Regions from separate parts of the Triticum aestivum genome. Here regions 1 and 2 are each linked to region 3. Evidence: chromatin contacts called from public Hi-C data. All regions are on one chromosome and are shown on one strand. Each heading gives the region's core, a stretch centred on a gene start, on an enhancer-like site or on the middle of the called end of the contact. The rest is flanking DNA. Distances are from core to core; before and after follow the strand shown.

Region 1 (2,700 bases), core at 154-2,653, 450 kb before region 3:
ACCGACGCGCCCGCTTGCCTTTTTTACGATGGCGTCATCCACCCTGGACCCGTCCGCAGGCAGGTACAGCCCGCCCCCTTGTCAAAGTCGTCCATGACGGACACCACGCCCGATAGGTGTTCAATCAAATGACATTGAGCGTATTTTTGATGTTGTGTCAATTTTTTAGAATACGAAGGATGCGAGGTACTCGACCATGAAGGATGACTTGTTGTGCAATGCGTGGTTAGCCCTACCCGCAGATTTCATCGACAGGAGCAGAGGGGGATCTTCTGGCAGCGCGTGCATGACTCGTTTCACACGTGAAAGCACATTGCGCCCTACGACATGCACATCATCCAACAACACATGTGAGGTCGTTTATCGTCTCGATGGTACACCATCTAGACCTCCGTCACCAAGTTTTGTGACACGGTTGGTCGGCTTGGGGCAATGTGGCCATTGCGCGCTAAGGACATTGCAAGTTTTGCTTCTTGCTCAACTTATTGATTGAATCATTCTCAAAGTTAGTCTACACATTATGTAGCCCGCACGCGCTGGCGTGATGTACCACGGGACAGAGGGACGACCATTTACGCACATACACTGTTTGATGAAACTGAAGGGTAGTATGTTTCGGACGACATGATCCGTTCATGAAAAACTTGTTAAGCATGCGGTTAATCTAGTTGAATTTGAACTATTATTGTAATAGACTTCTTTGCATGCTATGTATGGATGATTTGTGCTATTTTCTATCAAACTTGGATAAACTCCGTTTTGTTTGCATGAAGTTCGTCCGGTAATTGAAACAGTGTTTGAAACTTAATCGGACATATGCGGCTAGCGTTGGGTAGTCGGCTCCCATATCCATATCCAGTAGCGGTGCCAGGTTAAAGCGAAGCCCCACACAAACAACGTATGTATAGTGTCAAACAGTGCAAAACACTGTAGCTATACCTATAGCCAACAAAGTGACGGCCAGCCATGCCGCAGGCCGAGGCCCTGGCTGCCTAGGGTCTGGATCCGCCATTGTCCATATCCACATAGGTCAGAAGAAATTTATGGGTCAGTGTAGAAGATGCCTAAGAAAATGAAAAAAGGGAAGGTGCTGGGGACGGATCCCAACTCTCAACGTGCATCTATTATTGCCACCGCCCGAGTGAAACACAATAGTTTTGCTGTTGTCTTAAATAGATGTAACTTACCTTTTCTTTAATTTATTAATACTTTTATTCTTTGTTCATTCGCAAAAAAAAAATCTTTGTTGACAATATTGTACCATACGGCTCGCACGCGTGTATGCAACGGACAGTGCATTAATAATCATAAACAACTGGATGAACAAAGCAGATTTGATTCGTATTCGCATCGTCGGCCGAGAGGGAGAGGAGAAAGCAGATTCGTTTCCTTCCTGTCCGAGCTTAAGTGAGCCGCATTATCTGGAGCATAATTTGAGAGCGCGTAAGCAAATTGAACTCGCACAAGTGGACGTGCCTGGGCGGGCGGGAAGTTGCGTTGCGGTTAAGCTTAGACGTTTTTGTTCGCAGATACGCGTCCGTCTCGGAATGGTTCGCCGCTGAGAAGTGTACACATATGCACAAGTGCCTTTATGCCTTGTTGCGGCCTGTAAAGGCTCTATCGACATGGTTGTTGCTGCCCTGCTCTTCTGCCATTTCATCCTCAAAAGTTATATGAGGCGAAAATTTCTGTTTTGGGAATAAACATCGACCTAGCTCATCTGCCATTTTTCATTTCAAAAAATAAATAGCTTTTCATCCTTAACTTTTTCCCTGGCCCATTTTTGCACTAAGAAAAGCACGTCCCTGTAAATATAGGGAGACCGCTCCACTTCCCTATTCATGGCATGGCGGCTCGCATATACCGGCCGATTGACCCGGCCCTGTTTATAATATCCCGGCGCCGCCCTTCCCTCAAACCCTATCCCATCCCCATTCCAATTATTTTCGCCGTCGTCGTCCTTTACTCGGGCCGACGCCGTTCCCTCGAGCTTGGGGTCGCCACTGCCCCTTGAGCACCGCCGCATCTTGAGGCACAACACCGCAACTTCAATGTTGTAATTGCTCCCCGCGCGGCTCGCCGGCGCCCCCATACCGCAACTTCGATGTCGCAACTGCTCCCCGCGCGGCTCGCCGGCGCCCCTATACCACAACTTTGATGTTGCAACTGTTCCCCGTACAGCTCGTCGGCGCCCCCTTGATCTTCAGGAGCCGTCTTCCCCGTCGCCACTTCATGTGCCCTCGTGCCGTCTCCCTGAGCTCCCCTTCATCAACCGATCCCCGCACGTCTTACCAATGCCTCCCTCATTCTCACGTCGACATCTTGAGCCTTCTTCTAAATCGATGTCGCCGAAATACCATGGCATGAGGCTTCGGCCATGGAGCAAGTGGGCGGCAGAGATCCGTAACCTGCAAGCGGTGGCACGGGTGTGGCTTGTCACGTTCGCCATCACTGACGAGGCGACACGTGCCTACCTCTGACTTTTCTCCATGCGTAGTAGCCAGGAGAGGAGGACACTACTAGAAAATACCTTACAGGTAGAACCTTAACCATAGCGTGGGGTCAAGGGCCAACGCTACTGCTACTTAGCGGTAGTGCTAGATATAAACCAACGCTACAGGTATGACTATAGCAGTAGCGCGGATTTACCATCCACCGCTGCTACTAAATGGTGGCTACCCGCAGTAGCAACGCGCCCGC
Region 2 (2,700 bases), core at 30-2,529, 470 kb before region 3:
ACCGATAGCCATGGACTTGGCGTCATGGGAGCTTGTCGTGGCATGGTTAGAGAGCTTTGGTTGGGGCCTTCTCGAGGTGGCCATAGGCGGTGTTGGGGTCGTGTCCCCCTCGGTCGAGGAGGGCTGGGTAGGGACCTAGGCATCGACACCTTTTACGGTGGTGATGTGGACCCAGACCAAGGGACTGATGTCGGGTTAGGAGTGGAAGGAGTGCCCTCCACTCTTCCTGTTGTGGTCTGTTTGGGATGGTGATGATTAGTGGTGTCGGGGCGGCGGCCCCGGATGGCGGACCGAATGGATGGCTCTCCGGCAGGCTACATGGCGGCAATGGTGGCAATACTTCTTGGTCGTGTGGTCGGTGAGGGGTGGAGCCACAACTAGCTCTGTCTCTCTGTCCTTGACAACAGTGATGCCCAGATCCAGATCTGATGACTAGGACTCGGCGCGGTTGTCCTAGGTGCGTCATGGTGGCACTGGTGAGCTGCGGCTCGCGCCGCGCTTTGCCACCGACAGCAGCCAGCGCCTGTTGGTGTTCTTCTCCTCTTGAGCACGTCGTTGTGGTTCTTCTCTTCGTGTCAGGGTTTCGAGTGAAGACCGTTGTCCATCTTCGACTTGACAATGGTGATGCTTCGCACAGTATTCCCTCATGACGGTGTTATCGTGGAGTTTAGGTGTCCTACGTCATGTCGTGGCGGTGTGTTCTTGCCGACCTGTGTTATCTCTCAATAGCATATTCGCGTGCGTTTATGTTATCAGGTTAGCCTAGAATCTACGTTGTAAAAGGGCTTCCTGACTTCTCTGTATGATTCAACTGTATACTTTGGTTTGTGCTTTATTTATAAATTGCGCGGCGTGAGGGCATGTTTTGTTTCAAGAGAGTAGTTAATACTTCCTCCGTCCCGAAATTCTTGTCTTAAATTTGTCTAAATACGGATATATCAAGTCACGTTTTAATATTAGATACATCCGTATCTAGACTAATCTAAGACAAGAAATTTGGGACGGAGGGAGTAGATTTGTTGACATACTAATCTTGTGCTTAATTACAACGTATATACTAAGAGCCAAGATTATTTATACTATTATTAGTTATTAAGCAAAGATTAAAGCAGAAGCAGCGACTAGCTAAGGCCTAAGAGATACTCCTATATAAAATCTAATTGAAAAAAGAAAGAGAGGCAGAGTCGGATAATGGTGGCAAGGCAAGGTGATAGGGTCAAGTGGTTTGTGGAAGAGCTCGAGCACGGTGATTGGTTCATCTGAGAGGGTGTTCGTGGGTGGGCCCAACGACAGGCACTGTCCTACCCGAGCGAATCCACTCTAGATTTGGCTTTGAATAATAAAGCACCGTGGATCACATCACGAAACAGCGACCACGGGCCGGGCACTAAAACCCGATCAACACGACAGAGCCCCTTTCTCTCTCTTTCATCAAACCCTTTTCTTTATATGGATTAACCAATCATTCATGTATACGCAGCCGTTATATATGCACAGCAGCCAGACATACTAGTACTTCTTTTTTCATGAGATCGATAGATTTTTTATCCCCAGAACTAATATTCAGGTTTAATTTTCTACTCATACTACATATCACTTTCTGAAGACTGTTCTCATTTCAGCTAGTCGTGCTCATGCATACACACATGGTTGCGTTGCTCCCCGGTTGCCAGAATCCTCAAACTAGATAGCTTGCATCCATCGACCGGTCTCCTTGTCGACGTCGCTGCAGTGCAGATGTGACAGAAGAGCACGCTAACTGCGATACTATTCTCACGACTGTGTGTGCTAGCTGTACGTTGCTTGAGATCTCTGAACTCTAGCTCGTACGTACGTACGTACGCGCGCGCGTGTACCCCTGTAGTATAACACTGCTCGTACGCAACAAGCTACTACCGATGGTCAGTATTCGCTAGGAGTACGCACGGACGTACGTATACGTGCGTAAATATCACCGTGAGATGTATACTCTTCACTCTTCAGACAACATCTCGCCCGACGGCGACGGAGATCCCGATCTCTCGCGCTCCCGATCGACCCAGACAGACAGTGCAGCGAAATGCTAGCGCTCGCGCGACCGGTAACTGGATGGTTACGGCTAGCTAAGCCAGTAAGGCCCCGTTCGATACACAGGTAAGAAAAACAAAGGGATGTAAAAAAGTATAGGAATGCGGTTGGCTGTACAGTACATTACTGCAGTTCGCAAAATAGAAGAATAAAGGGTGTTCGGTTCACAGGAAATTGTCCAGAGGTATGAGCAAAGGAGCCGTACTACTGATGCAACAGTATTGAGTATTTTATTCAGGCATCAAGTGTTCTAATCGCTGCATGCTGGTATTGCTTCTCTTCCACCCATGCGAAAGGAATATTTTATTTGGCTTGCGAGTTGGCTTGACTCGGGCCTCCGCCCAAAAATTGGTTCAGACCAGATGTTTAGATTCCTGTTAAATGGCCACTGTTTACGAACTTTTCCATAAGAACGCTGTAGCTGATTCCCTTGATCCGAACGCCAGTGAAGGAACTGAAAACTATGGAATGAACATTCCTTTGGAAAGTCTACAAATCCTTTGAAGCGAACAGGCCCTAAGCCAGGTAGCTAGCTGCATGCCACTTGACGACCGCGGCGACCACGACGTTCGGCCGGCCGGCGTCGGCGGCCACGTAGCCTTAAATTCCTTGGGGCCGGCCGGCAGGGGTCCA
Region 3 (2,700 bases), core at 22-2,521:
GCTATAGTATATACGCGGAAAGCAACAGGTGGAATCGGACCCAAAGAAAAGCTCGACCACATGTGGAGCAACTTGCCTCATCATGGACCATGATTCTTATGCTGGAAACTAGCGGATTGTGGTGTGGCACACGTATGAGATAGCGATCGACCGTTGCTTTGTCTAATCTGTAGATAATATCATTCCTGCTAGCCCATCATTGGTGTGTGGTGCTGTGGATCAGGCCCGCTCTCTCTCGTCCCTAATCCACATCGCCTTTTGCTGCTGTTGCCGCTACTGGACGGTCCTGTGCCACGATTAAGTCTCAAATGACATCTTCTGTCGTGGTCAACATTACTCTGATCCATTTAGCCTTCTATTGTACAGTACTGTAAAAGATTCTTACATCATCCTACGAATAGTCCATCGCTCAGGTATCACAAAGCTACTCCGAGGGAAGGAAAAAAGATGGAAGCGGGAGAAAGATGATGCATCATGGACAGGGAGTGTCATTGGGAAGAAATGGACCAGGTTCTCAGTCTGCCCGGTCTTAGATTTGATACCAAAGTGGAACGGATCTTAGCCGCCCAAGCAGTAGTAGGTCCAGTCCACAGTTTTGAATCCAGTCTCCATTTTCTTCCGTGAAATTACAAACAGGCCCCTGAAAAGATTCATATCTTTTTTGTGGGGTTTTTTGATCCTCCTCGAAATCATCCATCTTAACGAAGTTGACGAAGCTTCGGTATAGGCTCCTACCGTCTCCTTAGGAAGCTGATGTTATGATTTCTCGCGCGTGCGTGCAGGCACTTCAGATTGACTCAAGGGTTTAACAAGGGCGACTATGGTTTACATGGTGCTGGTCCTTAGAGGCAACTTCATGAAAACTTTTCAACTGTCATCGATAAGTCTAGGATGGGTCCAGTATGGGAGCTGCGACAAATGACACGTCGGTGGCTCATTTTGACTGCAGTAGTGGTCGTTCAGCTATCTAGGCACCTCGATGTAATTTTTGTTATGTTGGATGTGCTTTGTACTTTTCATTAATTAGCTTTTATAATAGATGTAGGTATTTTGCGAAAGAAATAAATGTCCTATGGGCAGCAACAGAATTTGTTACACAAGTCGGTACATTAACCACCACCGCTCAACGGCCACATCAGACTCTCAGAAAACCGAATCTGCGAGACGTGAGGGGCCTGGATGTTAAAAACAGAAACCACAAAACGAGGCGCGAGAACATTTTATTTATTTTATCCACTCGGAATCGGAAAGAAAAAAAAGGCAACCGAACGAGAACAAAAGCGAAACCAAAACAGCCGAGCTGATTGGAAACATCCAGATGCCGCTGCCGCTGCTAGTACTAACCCAACCCAACCCAGCGTTTCCCCTCTAGAAAATATCATCATTTCTGGCGCCTAATCAAGGACCCCTGGTTAGTTGCTTGCGGAATTATATACCCACCATTGGAGCAGCAAGCGATAGAGGGGAGCGAAGAAGAGCAGCCAGAGGAGAACGCAAGAGAGGAGAAGGTCCGGCGGAGGTGGACGTCGAGAGCCCGGCGGAAATCGGCCGGCGCGATTGAGGTGCGGATTCTCCTCGGGCGGGCTGGTTCCGGGTGGTCGGATCGAGGCGGCCCTCAATCTCGGAGGACCTCGATTCGATTCGGCGGCACGGGCCGTGCCGCTGTTGATTAATCCATTTGGCTCCATGGATGGATAGGCAGGTAAACCTTTATCCCCGGCTTTGTATTGCTGCGATTCCCGTTGCTCTGGTGGGCTCTGCCCGTTTATCGGTGGGGAATTTGGTTCTTCGTTTCGATCGGTGACGGTTCCGCAATCCGTCCCCAAATTTGGGCCTCTCATTTCCTCGAATTTGGCTGCTGCCGTGCTCCCGATTTCGGTAGTTTTGAGGTTTAGTCCATGCATGTCCGTTTGTTCAGGGATTAACTGACCATGCCTTCATTTGTGCCTGGTCTGGGCAGTATGGGAGTGGAGTAGATAGCATTGGGTTGGATGTGCAATCATTGGTTGGGAACTTGCTATTTCTATGCATCAGGCGGAAGATATAGAAACTGACAAGTTTGTTTCTCCTGAGCTAAATATAGTAACCGTAGCACGCAGTATTGATTGAGCTTCTCTTCATCATGTAGTGGGATTAATCCAACTCCTTCTATTCATGGGTTTAGTCATGTGATGGGTGTAAGAATAGTTAGTAGCAATTGAGCTTCTCTTGGTCATGTAGTGGGATTAATTTTACTTGTATTCATGGGTGTAGCCGAGTGATAGGATCAATTGAGCCTTTGTCTGCTCATCAGTTTGCTGAATCAATGTTCTTCAATTCATTTCTGCAGGGCTGTGACGTGATCTCCTTGCATGGTTCATCCTTGGCTAGGTCCCTGGTTGCTTGCTCAGGCTCCAAGTTTTGTGTCATCTCCAGTTGTGGTAGCCAGTGGGGCATGATTAGTAGTGGCAAGATGGTAACCTTGCTTCCAATGGGTCTGAATCGGAAATGCCAGTGTGGTTCTGCCCTTCCGGTGGTGATTGGTTTCAATTGGTGATTTGTCTAGTCCATCGATTTGGACACTGAAATGGCAAGATACTGAGAGGGCCGTTGAAAGGAACTGGATAGGTGTACTGCAGGAGCGATTACAGATTGGGGGTCTTCCTTCTCGCTGAGTATCAGAGATTGGTTGCGATGGGTTTACCCCAAGTTTCTTCAGTC

What was found. A called contact is a pair of places that touch in the nucleus more often than the background predicts.
Region 1: a contact with region 3 is called in a Hi-C map of leaf, with 3 times the contacts expected there. The contact joins the enhancer-like site here to the promoter of LOC123163202 in region 3. A contact is called at or near these places in 2 of 5 Hi-C or Micro-C datasets (leaf and an unstated tissue).
Region 2: a contact with region 3 is called in a Hi-C map of leaf, with 5 times the contacts expected there. The contact joins the enhancer-like site here to the promoter of LOC123163202 in region 3. A contact is called at or near these places in 2 of 5 Hi-C or Micro-C datasets (both in leaf) and 1 of 1 datasets of contacts at active chromatin or transcription factors (leaf).

The regions. Positions count from the first base shown.
Region 1 is chr7B:233,355,163-233,357,862 of IWGSC CS RefSeq v2.1, forward strand. No RefSeq gene overlaps it. Among protein-coding and RNA genes, the nearest start is that of LOC123156752, 30 kb to the left of the region's middle. Within about 2 kb of position 1,404, at least 1 of the 8 cell types and tissues checked has an H3K27ac peak or open chromatin away from gene starts, as enhancers often do. A contact at or near this core is called in leaf, where this site is marked.
Region 2 is chr7B:233,335,607-233,338,306 of IWGSC CS RefSeq v2.1, forward strand. No RefSeq gene overlaps it. Among protein-coding and RNA genes, the nearest start is that of LOC123156752, 10 kb to the left of the region's middle. Within about 2 kb of position 1,280, at least 2 of the 8 cell types and tissues checked have an H3K27ac peak or open chromatin away from gene starts, as enhancers often do. A contact at or near this core is called in leaf, where this site is marked.
Region 3 is chr7B:233,805,103-233,807,802 of IWGSC CS RefSeq v2.1, forward strand. It overlaps LOC123163202, which reads left to right and starts at 1,272. Exons shown (of 7, transcript XM_044580947.1): 1 at 1,272-1,702; 2 at 2,330-2,700. The coding sequence starts at 2,674.